4 separate regions of the Mus musculus genome follow, and regions 1, 3 and 4 are each linked to region 2. Evidence: chromatin contacts called from public HiChIP or PLAC-seq and promoter capture Hi-C data. All regions are on one chromosome and are shown on one strand. The core of a region is the stretch at or near the end of the contact, and the rest is flanking DNA. Distances in the headings are between cores, read along the strand shown. Region 1 holds the start of Asgr1 (asialoglycoprotein receptor 1). Region 2 holds the start of Eif4a1 (eukaryotic translation initiation factor 4A1). Region 3 overlaps Gm40039 (a long non-coding RNA gene). Region 4 holds the start of Clec10a (C-type lectin domain family 10, member A).

Region 1 (2,910 bases), core at 80-2,579, 380 kb before region 2:
CTCCTCTTTCCGTGAATCCTGTGCGTCTTTGGTTGCATGCAAGGAGAAAAGGTGAGCCTCTCCCACCAAGGGAGAAAATGACACTCAGTCCTGTCGGTTGGCCTGCGGGCTTTCCCTCCTGCCCCCCCCCCCCCGCCCCGTTTCCCCTCCTGTGCTCCTTCCTGCATAAAAGCACACTGCCCACCTGGGATACCTCAAGAGCTCTGTATTTGTTTGTACAGGCACACGACAGTCCCTGCTCAGAGGACAAAGTAGGGAGAGCAGATGCTTCATCTTTCATCCGTGCTGAGACCCTCAGCCCCCTCTCCAAGGGTCCCTTAAGTCAAACTGATCCTGATCACCTCCCATCCCCACCTCCACCTCCACATACACACTGTTGAAACTGAAGAAGAAAGGGACCTAACTTCAGACGGGGCTGACAATAAGCTCATGCCCCCGACCTTCAGTAGGCCCCACACCTTGGAGCCACCCTCTGCCTGGGGTCTTGAGAAATGGGTAACATTGGGAGGAAGCTTGGACATCTGTCACTGAGGATGCCAACACTATGCCCTGTACCCTATGTCCCAGCAAGAGTGATGCAGCCACTGTTTTCTGAGTGTATGGAACAGAGCTAGGGATCTCCACAGGACACAGGAGCTGAGTCGGAGGGACAGAGCCACTGATGTTCTCCTCCAGAGGGGAGAACCCCTCGCCTCTCTGAAAGGGAGCACCTCTCACCTCTCCGGAGTTGATGATGGTCATTATCATTGTCCAGGTGCTGGAAATCTTGATAATCCTTTGTCATGATGGCACTGGATCCGGACCTAGGACAGCCAAATTTAGAGCCTTTAGAGCTGAGGCCGAGGCTAACAGACTCAGAGCTGGATGAAGTCCAGTTCCCTTTTACATCTGACTAGGTGGACATACTTTCTGTCTCCCCTAACCCTATCTGCTCCCAAGCCTGACATCCAAAAATCTATCCTCTAGCTGGACATGATGACACATGCTTTTAATCCCAGTATTCAGGAAGCAGAGTCTGGTGGATCTCTGTAGGTTCGAGGCCAGCCTGGTCTACAGAGTGCATTCCAGACTAACCAAGGCTACATTCTGTCTAAGAAAAATCTCTCCTCTCCCATTCACACACACTGCGCATGTGAACCCATACAGCCACTCTCTCTTGGCTGTCACCCATCCCTTCTCCTCCTGCTGTACTTACTGAAGGTCCCTCAGCACCACGAAGAGCCCAGGCTAAGGAGGGGGCTGAAGCCTGAAGAACCAGGTGAAGAGCCCTGGGCAATGGGAGGGGAGGGGACAGGGTCCATCCAGGGCCCATGTGTGTCCGAGCACGCTGAACCTGGCATCACCAACACCGGGACTTTGAACCATAAACAGAGGTAGGAGTAGACTTGGAACTGGGGAGGTATAGGGGAGGAAAGAAGGCATGGGTGACCTCTATTCTATTTCTCAGAAAAGGGGAGTCTACACACACACACACACACACACACACAGAGGCACACACATCTACGCATGCACTTCCGCATGTTCAATACTTGTTACCTTTTTGTGGGTGAGACAGGCCTTAAAAGGCTAGGGAACAGTTTGCTGCTTGCCCTCAGAGCCCTCCCCCTTTCGGTCCTGAATTTCCCAGAATTGTCCGTATCTCCAAATATCCCTGACCAGGATCAGAGGCACCAACTGATTCCCCGCTCTTGCCCAATCCTGCCCTGTGACCTCAGTGTTATAATTGCAAGCTGTAGATTCCTGGGGTCTCAGCTCCAGGCTCCTCAGCCCTAACCTGACTGACTCACTCTATGGTAGTCCTCCAAGCAGCGCAGTGGTAACAGGAGGAGCAGCTCCCCTCTAGGATCAGGGCCAAGAAATCACTGATTCTACCATATGCCCCAGGACTTCAACCTTTCTCATCCCCAGAGAACAACCCATTCTGCAGGCAAGAAAGCTGAGGCTCTGGAAGACAAGGGCTTCTCAAAGCCATACTACACAGAAGAGCACAGACTAACACCCGGGCAGCCCAACTCAGTGACCTGTGTGCTGCCTCCAGCACCTCACTCAGAATGGGATCCTTAGCTGTCCCACGCACCAGGTCCCCAAATCCCCAGAGAGGCTTAAACATGGCCCCTCATGGTCCTGAGAGCTTCAGAGAGGCCTGTCAGAACTCAGGCTTGGGACAAGAGCAATATTCAACATATAATCCTCCTCCTGTTAGGCTCCACAGTGAGGAGTGGCCTCTGTGGCCGTCTAGAGCCTGTGAGCTATTCAGGAAGGTGCCGCTTACATAAATCCAACTACTCTGTGCGTCCTTGCTTGTCTGTGTCCTAAAAATCCGCATGTTTACATGAACCGGGCTTGCTGCCAGCGATTTTGGTGAAAATTGGGCCATTAATTTAACACTCTCTGATTTTGCCACTTACAATCTAGTTTATTCTGGCAAGCAAACAGATACAGATCCAGTCTGAATAGTAGCTCTACTCATAGAGGTAGGGACTAGCAGGGGGCACCGAGCCTCTTGCTCTCTCAGTGCTAGAGAGACCTCAGCCCTAGCTTGTAAAACTGGAAAATGCTGTAAACTCAGGATTTTTGCATCTTTCTATTTGCATATTGTCCTGGAAGAAGGCATTTTGAAATACAGTTCATACCTGAGAGCCATGCCCTAAGCTCATGGATCAGAGAGCAGTACTGGACTAATGTTAACACACATGCTTGAATAAATGTTAAGTGTGGATTGTGGATGTATGAATGAGTGTGTGTGTAGTTTTTCATCCCTTTTCAATAGATTTCTATTTAGAGAGATACATTTTATAATATATATTATACATATACTATGTATAAGTATAATATATAACATATAACATAGTATATATACATATGTATATATATATCCCATTGGATATGTGTACCAGTCATTTACCACAA
Region 2 (2,972 bases), core at 288-2,787:
CACAGCAGGGTGTACTTTTATGTGTTAGCACAGAAACCCTGGTTTCATTGGTTTTCTCCATCCTCAGTTGGGACTGTATCTCTGGCTTTGGTCCTGATATAGAGGCTTCCCAACATCCAACTAAATATATTTTCCAGTTTAAACACCAGATATATTATGTAGGCTTGTTGAAGCCCCAGGCTTAGTCTATAATGGCAGTGTGTATGAGAAACAGATATTTTCTGAGAAATTAAGATGTATTTTGTGTGAAATGTGTAGCACAGGTCCTGACTTGGGAGGGTGCTCAGTAAACTGTTCTCATGGTCTACTTTGTTAACACCCAGTACTGCAAGCACCTGGCCCTGTCTCAGCCATTCAGCTTCACCCAGCAGGACATGCCCAAACTCCGTCGTCAGATCTACAAGGAACTGTGTCACTGCAAACTCACTGTGTGAGCCTCATACCCCAGACCCTTAGCCCATCAGTGGGCAGGGGAAAGGGAGACCCTTCCCAAGAAACTCTAGTTCCTTTTTGTTTCTCTACCCAATTCCCTTTGGATTTTCATATTTAAATGTTTGGTTTCTGTATTTTGTTTTTTTTTGCTGCGAGTATATTGATTTCTGATGGGAAGGGAATGGCCACATAAAAGCAAGCCTCTTTCTCCCTCTATAGGAGAATGTTGCCTTGTGGCCTAGGTGGAGCAGCCATTCCTCCTTCCATGTTCAGAGGGCAGGAAAACAGTGTGGGGGTGGTGGACGCGCAAAGGGATTACTGCCTGCCCGATCTTCAAACTTTTTTTTATATATATAAATATATATAAAAATGCCACGGTCCTGCTCTGGTCAATAAAGGATCCTTTGAAGATATGCAAGTGGTGGTCTTCCTTAAGGGGCCTCAAAATAGTGGCTGTGCTTTATCTCAGGTCTTCTTCCAGCTAACACTGTTAGCGATCCCCATTTCAGGGCTTGAGAGTCCAGCTTTCGATAGATGCCATCCCCGGGGAGCAGATGGCAGTAAATATGAATTAAGACTCGCTTATTCATGTAAGGAAGCCCAGGAGAAACTGGAAACATACTAAATGAACCAGTGATTGAGTGGGACAATCCTTGACAGCTTATCCCCCTATGCCCTTTAACCCAAAAGTGGGTTCCATCCTTTTTGTCTCCAGTCGGGGAAACTTACTATCCAATGAGATATCGCTACAATATTTTCCTGAACGGAAGAATAAATAAAACTTGTCCTGTAAAGAAAACCCAGGTAAAGGAAAGTGGCAGTCCAGACTGCCCGGAAGTTCCTGGAGGCTAAGGCCTCACCCCCGTCGCTTGATAGGACCTGCTGAGCCACATGACTAAGGCACGATCGCCTCCGCACGTGTAAAGGTGCTGGGTTCCAAGATGGCTGCCCCGCCGCGAGGCCCGACTTAAGTATGTCACTTCCGCACCAGCGAGAAAGGCGGACCCTTCAGCCAATGAGGCCATAGGGCGGGGCTAGGCCATGATGGGCTTTCAAACTACCCAATAGGGCGTCCGAACTAAAGCGCCTACAAAGTAACGTCACGTCGAGTTGCAGAGCGCCGGCAGGCGGGGCAGAGGTGGCCAAGCCAATGCGATGGCTGGGGCGGGGTCGGACGCTCTATAAGTTGTCGATAGGCGGGCACTCCGCCCTAGATTCTAAGGATCATGTCTGCGAGTCAGGATTCTCGGTAAGAAAGGCTTTTGCAAAAGGTTATGGCTACTTACCCCGTAGTTCCCTCCAAAGGGCCCGCCGTGGGGAAGTTGAGAGGCCCATCGCACCGAACCTACCAGGTTGCGGGAGAACCGAGCCGGGAGGAACCGTCCGGGGTTGGGGGGGTGGGGGAGATTCCCATGGCCGCCGCTGACCCCAGTGTGGTTACGGGGAAGGACGACCTGGCTAGGGCGGAGGGCGCGAGCTTCGTCACGAGGCCTCGGCCTGTGGGAACGCCGTACGCGAAGCTCGGATACTGAAAGGCAAGATGAGGTCGCGACATAACGTGGGAAAGAGGCGGCTGCGCGGCCCGGAGCCGGCTGGTCTGGCTGCCTCCCTGTGTCGGGCAGGGCGTGCGAGCGAGGGTTCCGGAGAGTTCTGGCGGTACCACTCGCGACAAGCAGGGGTGCCCCGGTCTTCAGCGAGTCCCTCCGTCGCGCTTGGAATGTGGGTCGGGGAAGAAGAAACCGGCCGATCAGGGCGCTGGCCTTCTTGACGGCCAGGAAAGAGCCTAACCCGGAGGAGCGGCCGCGTGAGGCACGGGGAACCCACCCGGCGCCTGGCGGGCGGGTCCATTTTGCCGCACAAGCCGGGCAATTGGCAAACTGCGGATGGGCAGGTCCACTTTCCTTCGGGGGTGAGCGGCCTGAGGTATGGGAGGGCGACGCCATTTCTCGACGGGGGCGGGCGGGTTGCGGATTGTTCCATGGCGGGGGAGACGCCGCCGAGTGGCGGAGCGAATGAGCACATGGCCGCTTGAGAGATTCCCCTCCCCCAGCCTGTTTCGCTTGTCTGTTGTGCAATCTCCCCCTTTGCGAGCGCGGCTGGGGCTCATTGTGCGCGAGGCCGCCACCGCCCGCGGCCTCCCACATCCGGGTACTGTGGAGGGGGGCCGGCCAGAGGGAGTGGGGGAGGGCGCGGGCGGCATGACGTGGGGGGAAGGGGATGGCCCACCCACGGAACTCGGAGGTGGAAGGCGGGACTTCCGGTGGCCTTGGTGTTCATCCAGGAGGTGCACGCGCTTTGATCCACCAGACCTAGAACATGTGGGCCTGGCTGCAAAGACCGCATCTCGGCGTTTTGTGTATGAGAGAGAGAGAGAGAGTGTGAATGTGTGTGTGAATGAAGTCCTTTACAGCCGCTTGATCTTAAAGGAGCGTCACTCTATGAAGTGCCTCTTGATGGTTCTTTGGGAGTACATGGGAGTTGGATCGGGAATGGGCTGGTTGCTTCCACTCTGGTCAAGGCATGAAGCAAAACTAGTGCTT
Region 3 (3,022 bases), core at 318-2,817, 410 kb after region 2:
GGATAGCCTTGAGCTCACAGAGATCCACTTGCTTCTGCCTCCCTCTGCTGGGATTAAAGGCTTGCACCACTCCACCTGGGCTAACTTCTGTGCTAACTATTTTTGCCGAACACTCTCATCCTAGACTCTGTAAAGCCCAGAGCTGGAGTCTGAGCTCAGCATCCTCTTTGCTCTTTGAGGGGCTTCTCATTTCTCTCTCCCACCAGGCCCCCTGAAGTCTGCCACCACTCCTTGAGCAACAGGACACCCTCTACCCCACCAGTGTTTGAGCTTTTTATTCTAGTGACAGCGGCATCCCCACACACCCCGGCCATCCTTTGGCTTTTTGCTTGTCTAGTTTTCTCCTCCATTTTCAGCAGACCTGCCAGCATCCCCTTAGCCACAAGCCAAACCCTGACTGTGTCACCTCCCAGTGCCACAACGCCGAAGTCATCACTGTAGACTGCCCATTCGTCACACTTCAAGGAAGGAGTCTCTTTGGGTGTGAAGCTGATCCTGAGACCTGTGTTGGTCTCACGAATCCCTCTGTGTGTCTTGGGTCTTGCCCATCCTCTCCTTCCAGCCTGCTCTCTGAGGGCTGTGCAGTGCCCTCCCACTCAGCCATCCTGGTAGCAGAGCAGGGTTTATGTGGCTTTCTCAGTTCTTGTCACCTGGGTCACATTGGCTCCACCGTTAGCCCTATGTAACTCGGGCTAACCCATCACATTGCCTGGTGACAGAGTTAGGTTTCAGGGTGAATCCTTGACCAAGATAGACCAGTTTCTATTGTGGTGGCTCATGCATACAACTCCCTTGTGGATGTTGAGGTAAGGTTACAGAGATTTCTAGGGGAGCGTCCTGCATTGAAAGCTGAACTTTAGACGTTCGTTGAAGTCTCCAGGCAAGTAGGGCTATTTTAACTTAAGTCTGGGAGGATGAGAGGCTGGAGCCTCGCAGCCACATCTGCCACCATGAAAGGAGACTCTCCTTTGTGTGCCTCCATACCAACCTGCTAGGCAAGATGTGTCCACTAATGCAATAGTGACATGATTGTCATGGGGGTAACCACCTGTGTCCCGAGAGGATCTGAGGTCTGCCACACAAGATGGCATTCATACTTGATACTTTGGACCCGGTTCAAAGTCCGTAGCTGGAGAGGCCCTAGGCCCTCAGGGTGAATACACTACTTCTGTCTTGCTAAGTCTTGTCAAACCACCTCCTAAATATTTGTGTTTATACTCATAGGCCAGTGTTGCTCCTAGTTGTGTCAAAGAAGGCTCTCTTCTCAGTGAATGATGCTTACTGCAGATTCATGGCTGGTCAAAATGCTGAGAGTGACTGTTGAGTGCTCAGTTATCAACAGGATATCCAGATCATCCTGCCAAGGTGAGGGAACATCACAGAAGAGGAAAGTGGAAAGAAGGTATGAGCCAGAGGATGGGGAGGGAAGCTGGGAAGTGCTGTTCTGGGCGTGAGATGGCCACTGCACTCAGGAACCCATAGCCATTGCACTTGGACTACACAAGACTGGAACTGCCAGCATTCACTCACGGGTGGGGAAGGGCTCCCCCTATGGGCAGCCAATGTTGCTGCGGGGAAGGGAGTCCTTATCTTGCTTGGGTGATGAAGCCACCCACTAGTGAGGTGTGTGTACTTATGCAGGTGGCCCTGGTTAAACATACTGGGCCACAGAACAAAACTAAACACACAGTGATGGAAGGGGGGCTTGTGGGGAAGACTGGGGTAGGAGGAAGCTAAGAAAGAGAATGCGTGTGTCCGGAATGTATTATATACATGTGTGAACTTGTCAAAAAATGAATTTTAAAAAGTAAATAAAGGTAAGCCTCGTGGTCAACAAAGCCGGTTACAGGGGAAGAGTCAAACCCGATAACCCCAGAGTTGTCTACCTGGAACCAGACCGGCCTACAGTCAGGTTCCCTGCCCTACCCAGGACGCTCTTCTGCCTTCTCTAAACCCACTGTCCAGAGAATCATGTTCGAAAGTGGCTCAAGAAAGACATAAAGCAACAGTCTCTAAAACAAAACAAAAACTAACCCAACCCAAAACAAAACAAAAGAAAAATATAAATAAATAAATAACTTAAACATGGTCTACAGCTCCCCCTGGTGGACAATATTGTTTTTTTTCAGAGTCTAGATACCAGGACTCCACCCTAAGGCCTGGTAGTCTGCATACAGTACATCTAGATCAATTTAAAACATCTTTCTTGATTCAAAAGCATGCAGTTGCTGCTATTTATAGTCCTGATCACATCGCATTCCCACAATACTTTGTGGTTTGAAAGTACAATTCCAAAGAAAACATGTCGGGATTGTGCAGTTAATTGAGAATGGACTAGAACGTCAGGAATCAACTGTCATAACTATCCAAAAAGATAAAAAGATGATGGAATAGAAACGACACTGAAAATGTAAGGCCTTGGAAAATTACAGCTCAGTAACTTCACTGATGCCAGGTTTCGTACCTCTCACTTGCCTCTCGTCTCTGAAACCTATCACACGCAAATGAGCAAACAGAGACAGACAGCAATGAAACTGCAACAAAGCTGATCGTTTCCAGCAAATTCAAAACTGGAGAAGATACGTCAGGAGAAAAAAAGAAGGAAAGGGCTGTTTTCCTGTTGAGAGTCAAGTTGTCCTAGGCTCAAGGGAGGCTCCTGGGAGGCAGATGGGCCTAAGGGTCCCGGGTGGCAGAGTTTCTGAGCTGTAGGACCCTAGGAGGAAGATCTGTTATCTATGGTCTGGCCCTGTGGTCAGCCAGAGAAGGAAGCTTGCTGAAAAGCCTAAAGAGGCAGGTGCAGCCCTCTGCAAATCCCAGCTGTCACTCCAACCCAGTGGCTGCCTCTGCTGCCCTCCTGCCACCACCACCACTCTGATGTCAGCTCCCACGAGGGAAACTGAGCCCCAGAGAGAGCAGTATTGCCTTATTATGGTCTCCACAGAACCATGGGCAAAGGAACCCTGGGTACACATGGTCTCTACAGACTGCTCAAGCCTGAGGCATCAGAGCCTTACCTCTGGGG
Region 4 (3,295 bases), core at 308-2,807, 490 kb before region 2:
TGAGGTCTTCGTTGACCCTGTCTTCCTAAGGACCTTGTATCCTCTTCACAATGGGTCCTGGGTCCTGAGTCCAGCATCCACCAGACTCAAGCACACAGCTCTGCCCAGGGTGGACACACACACAGATTGGGGACAAGTGAAGATGCTGGGCCAGGAGTATGGGCTCTGCTCTCACCTTTACCAGGCTCTTGGGTTTTCTCCTCGATCCTTGAGTTCTGGAGGTTTTCGTATATCATTGTTACACTTGAACAAACACGAGGCCTCTGGGGCTGTCTGGACGGAAACCAAGACACCAGGATCCAGACAGATACGGATCTGGGACCAAGGAGAGTGCTAGAAGCTTTAATGAGGTAAAGCCTGGAACTGAAGTCGGATATGCCATGTTAGAGCAAGAATGAGGCAGCCTGGAGAGGGCTGGGCAGACGGCTCAGTGGTGAAGAGCATTTGTTGTTCTTTCAGAGAACCTGGGTTCAGTTTCCAGGATCGACCTGGCAGCTCATAACCATTCATTATAGCTCACTCTATTTCCAGGAGATCCAATAACCGCTTCTTACCTCTGTGGACAACAGGCACACAGGAGCACACATGTACACACAGGCAAAACTCTCACACACATTAAATAAATAAATGATTAAAATTGAAAAATGAAAGAGGTATATATTTAGCTTGGTGGTAGAGCACTGCCTACAAGGACAAGGACCTGGGTTCAGTCCTCAGCTTTTTTTTGGGGGGGGGGTGGGGGGGAGAGAAAGGAAGGAAGGAGGAAAGGGAAAAAGAAGGAAGGAAGACAGAGGAAATGAAAAAAGCAAATTAAAAACTTTTTTTGAAGGGAGCTAGCTTACAATTGAATTAGAAATGGGGCCAGGATTGGACGTAGTACAGTTCAGTTGAGTTTATAATTTGGAGGTAATATCAAAAGCTGAACTTATTGCTATTGTTAGGTCTGCTATGGGTCAGGTCTTGAGGCTGCGCCCTTCCTGGGATTTACACCTACACTCAGGAGCCAGGGGAGGACCTGGACCCGAGCTTGCAGTGAATCTGGAAGCAGAATAGGGTTCAATTTGATTTTCAATCAGGGCTGATTCAAACGCCCAAACTGGATTTGGGGCTAACACTGAGATTAGAGTAGGGCTAGACTGAGAGGAAGGTTGGCTGCAGTGGATCCCCAACTGGGGCTGCATCTGGGTCTTTGTCTCCCTTGGAATCGAGGCACCCATAATCCAATCAAGGGAAATTAAATCCCACACTCTCCTCTTGTATCTCTTTCCACTTAGGTCATCCAAGCCCAACGTCCTCCCTCTCTGTGAAGCGTCTTGCACGTTCCCTGCCCCACTGGTCTCCCTGGCAACCCTGGCCCAGTTACCAGTGTGAAGTCTTGGCTTCCCTGTGCAGCAGTGACCAGAGGCAGGAACTCAGTCAGAGTTGAGAACTATATCCCGGAGGGTTGGTGTGGGAGGGACAAGCAGAAGCCACAAGCACACAAGACAGAGTCTTGCTGGGTTTTGTGCCCAGTGGTCTGTATTTTGGGACATCCGATTTCAAGTCTTAACCATAAATAATACTGAGCAGATGGTGATTGGTGCACGTGACAAGGCTATGGGGTGGAGTTGGGTTTGGGACTAACTCTGCACTTGTCCTCAAGGGTGTGCCTTCTTCCATTCCTCTTTCTGGGAGCTCTTGTGACTTCCTCATTTTAAGAGTGTTGGGGTGAGGGATTGACCAAAAAGAACAGCTTGCAGTTTTATCTTATGCCCCGCATCTTCATTTACTTCCTGCCTATATATTTCCAAGAATCATCCATATCTCATCATTAACTCTCAAGCACATTCCTAGCACGAGTCCTCATCATCTGACTACGACCAACCAATTAGCTATCGAGGCCTCCTTCACTCTGTTTCAGATGGGCATCATGAGTTGGCAAGTCAAGAGCCTGGGCCCCAGCTCAAGTCCTGAACTGCAGGTTGTTGTTTCTGAGTTCTAGGGGGCTGACTTAGGCCTTGGGGTGCTCAGATTGGAGGGGATTGTTGCTCTGGGATTTGATTGCTAATGCCTGGCACCCACCTGCTTCTGTAATCCTGAGCTCCTAGAAGCACCTGCAGGGGTGAGTGCCGGCTACTGTCACCGATCTCAAGGCTCAGGTGTGGAGACCCTTGGCCCGTGGGGCTTAGCAGCTCCGTGTAACTCTTGCCACGACCATGGCTTGCACGCAGGCCCCTACCTTGGTATTTCGCAGCCTTTCCTGCAATGAGGTTTCCTTTTGTGACCTACACCATCTCTGCCTCCTGCCTCCCTTACCTGGCCACTCTTTGGAATCTCTTAGCTGTCCTCTCTTGCCCCTGCTGTGGCACTGTCTACCCCTCACATCACCAGTGCAGCCTGCCTGACTGTCAGTGAATATCAAGAGCAATCAAGGAGAAGGGCATTGGGTGAAAACTTTAACTGGGCCTACGTTTGCAACATCAGGGGATTCCCACTAGGGTTTCTTCTCGATAACCAGAAGAATGAACCAGAAAGCAGGCATAGCAAAGGTAGTTTTGCCAATCACATGTTCCTTATTGCCAACAGCAGGCTGGATTTGCACCAATCACATGCTGTCTTCTGAGCCACCTGTGGACATGTTCTCCCGCTGATAGGGTGAAATGGCTACAAGGGTTCACTAGGGCTTAAGATGACAAGAAATGTGGCACAAGCTCTTTGAGTCTTGCTTGCCTCCGTTAACTGGAGTTAATAAACAGCTCTGGTCACTATGTGGCTTCTGCTCGTCCTCCCCTCAAGGTAGCCTGAGTACCAGAGAGGTTCATACCTGTCACTATCACTTCAGTAGTTAAGTTGCCATAGCCCTCAACACCTCAGCTCTCTGAAAGATAATCATTCCAAAAGATTGCTACAATGAAAGCCAGTCGCTAACATGAAGCCCTTCCCTAAGTTAACAATTCAGTTCCTACAAGTAACGTAGGTGAGTGGTGTTTGGGTAATGCATCAGGGATTAGAGCATTTTGTGATGTATCCTAAGCCAAGAGGCTCATGAGGAAGACAGACAGAAGCCAACTCCAATGCTGCCAGCCATCCCGGCCTGGCTCTCTGAGCATGTTCCGTCTTCAGAACATGTTTCTAATCCATGCTTCCAGCCCTGCCACTTCCCTGAAGAGGCTGTCCTGAATCTGTGCACACATCCCTTTTAAATGAAGGGCTAGTAGGGCTGTGTTATGGATCTTGCTTGTTAAATTAAAGGCAGAGCAGAGAGTTCCCTCTATATCAAGTATGCTTTAGTTGCCCCTTGTCTTATTTCATCTCG

What was found. HiChIP or PLAC-seq counts read pairs in DNA pulled down with a chosen protein or histone mark. Capture Hi-C pulls out chosen DNA fragments and counts their contacts.
Region 1: a promoter capture Hi-C map of liver shows a contact between it and region 2. The contact joins the promoter of Asgr1 here to the promoter of Eif4a1 in region 2. A contact is called at or near these places in 1 of 484 Hi-C or Micro-C datasets (memory CD8 T cells), 1 of 115 datasets of contacts at active chromatin or transcription factors (embryonic forebrain) and 3 of 9 other capture datasets (adipose tissue, liver and pancreatic islet).
Region 3: a CTCF HiChIP or PLAC-seq map of the NIH/3T3 cell line shows a contact between it and region 2, with 6 read pairs. The contact joins the enhancer-like site here to the promoter of Eif4a1 in region 2. A contact is called at or near these places in 7 of 39 promoter capture datasets (cranial neural crest, frontonasal cranial neural crest, hematopoietic stem and progenitor cells and 4 more), 2 of 15 datasets of contacts at CTCF or cohesin (the NIH/3T3 cell line and embryonic stem cells), 6 of 484 Hi-C or Micro-C datasets (the G1E-ER4 cell line, the N1E-115 cell line, cortical neurons and 2 more), 3 of 115 datasets of contacts at active chromatin or transcription factors (the 230-238 cell line, astrocytes and embryonic stem cells) and 4 of 9 other capture datasets (adipose tissue, embryonic stem cells, liver and 1 more).
Region 4: a contact with region 2 is called in an H3K4me3 HiChIP or PLAC-seq map of bone marrow-derived macrophages, with 3 times the contacts expected there. The contact joins the promoter of Clec10a here to the promoter of Eif4a1 in region 2. A contact is called at or near these places in 2 of 115 datasets of contacts at active chromatin or transcription factors (bone marrow-derived macrophages and pro-B cells).

Annotation. Positions count from the first base shown.
Region 1 is chr11:70,052,774-70,055,683 of GRCm38.p6, reverse strand. It overlaps Asgr1 (asialoglycoprotein receptor 1), which reads right to left and starts at 1,329. Exons shown (of 9, transcript NM_009714.3): 1 at 1,196-1,329; 2 at 718-803. The coding sequence starts at 784.
Region 2 is chr11:69,670,988-69,673,959 of GRCm38.p6, reverse strand. Eif4a1 (eukaryotic translation initiation factor 4A1) reads left to right here and starts at 1,537. Exons shown (of 11, transcript NM_144958.4): 1 at 1,537-1,681. The coding sequence starts at 1,659. Senp3 (SUMO/sentrin specific peptidase 3) reads left to right here. Exons shown (of 11, transcript NM_030702.4): 11 at 324-850. The coding sequence ends at 434.
Region 3 is chr11:69,257,061-69,260,082 of GRCm38.p6, reverse strand. It overlaps Gm40039 (a long non-coding RNA gene), which reads left to right. Exons shown (of 4, transcript XR_879967.2): 3 at 1,225-1,365. Among named protein-coding and RNA genes, the nearest start is that of Gm40039, 3.5 kb to the left of the region's middle. Within about 2 kb of position 1,567, at least 58 of the 459 cell types and tissues checked have an H3K27ac peak or open chromatin away from gene starts, as enhancers often do. A contact at or near this core is called in the G1E-ER4 cell line, the NIH/3T3 cell line, adipose tissue and 2 more, where this site is marked.
Region 4 is chr11:70,164,885-70,168,179 of GRCm38.p6, reverse strand. It overlaps Clec10a (C-type lectin domain family 10, member A), which reads right to left and starts at 1,557. Exons shown (of 10, transcript NM_010796.3): 1 at 1,364-1,557; 2 at 176-363. The coding sequence starts at 236.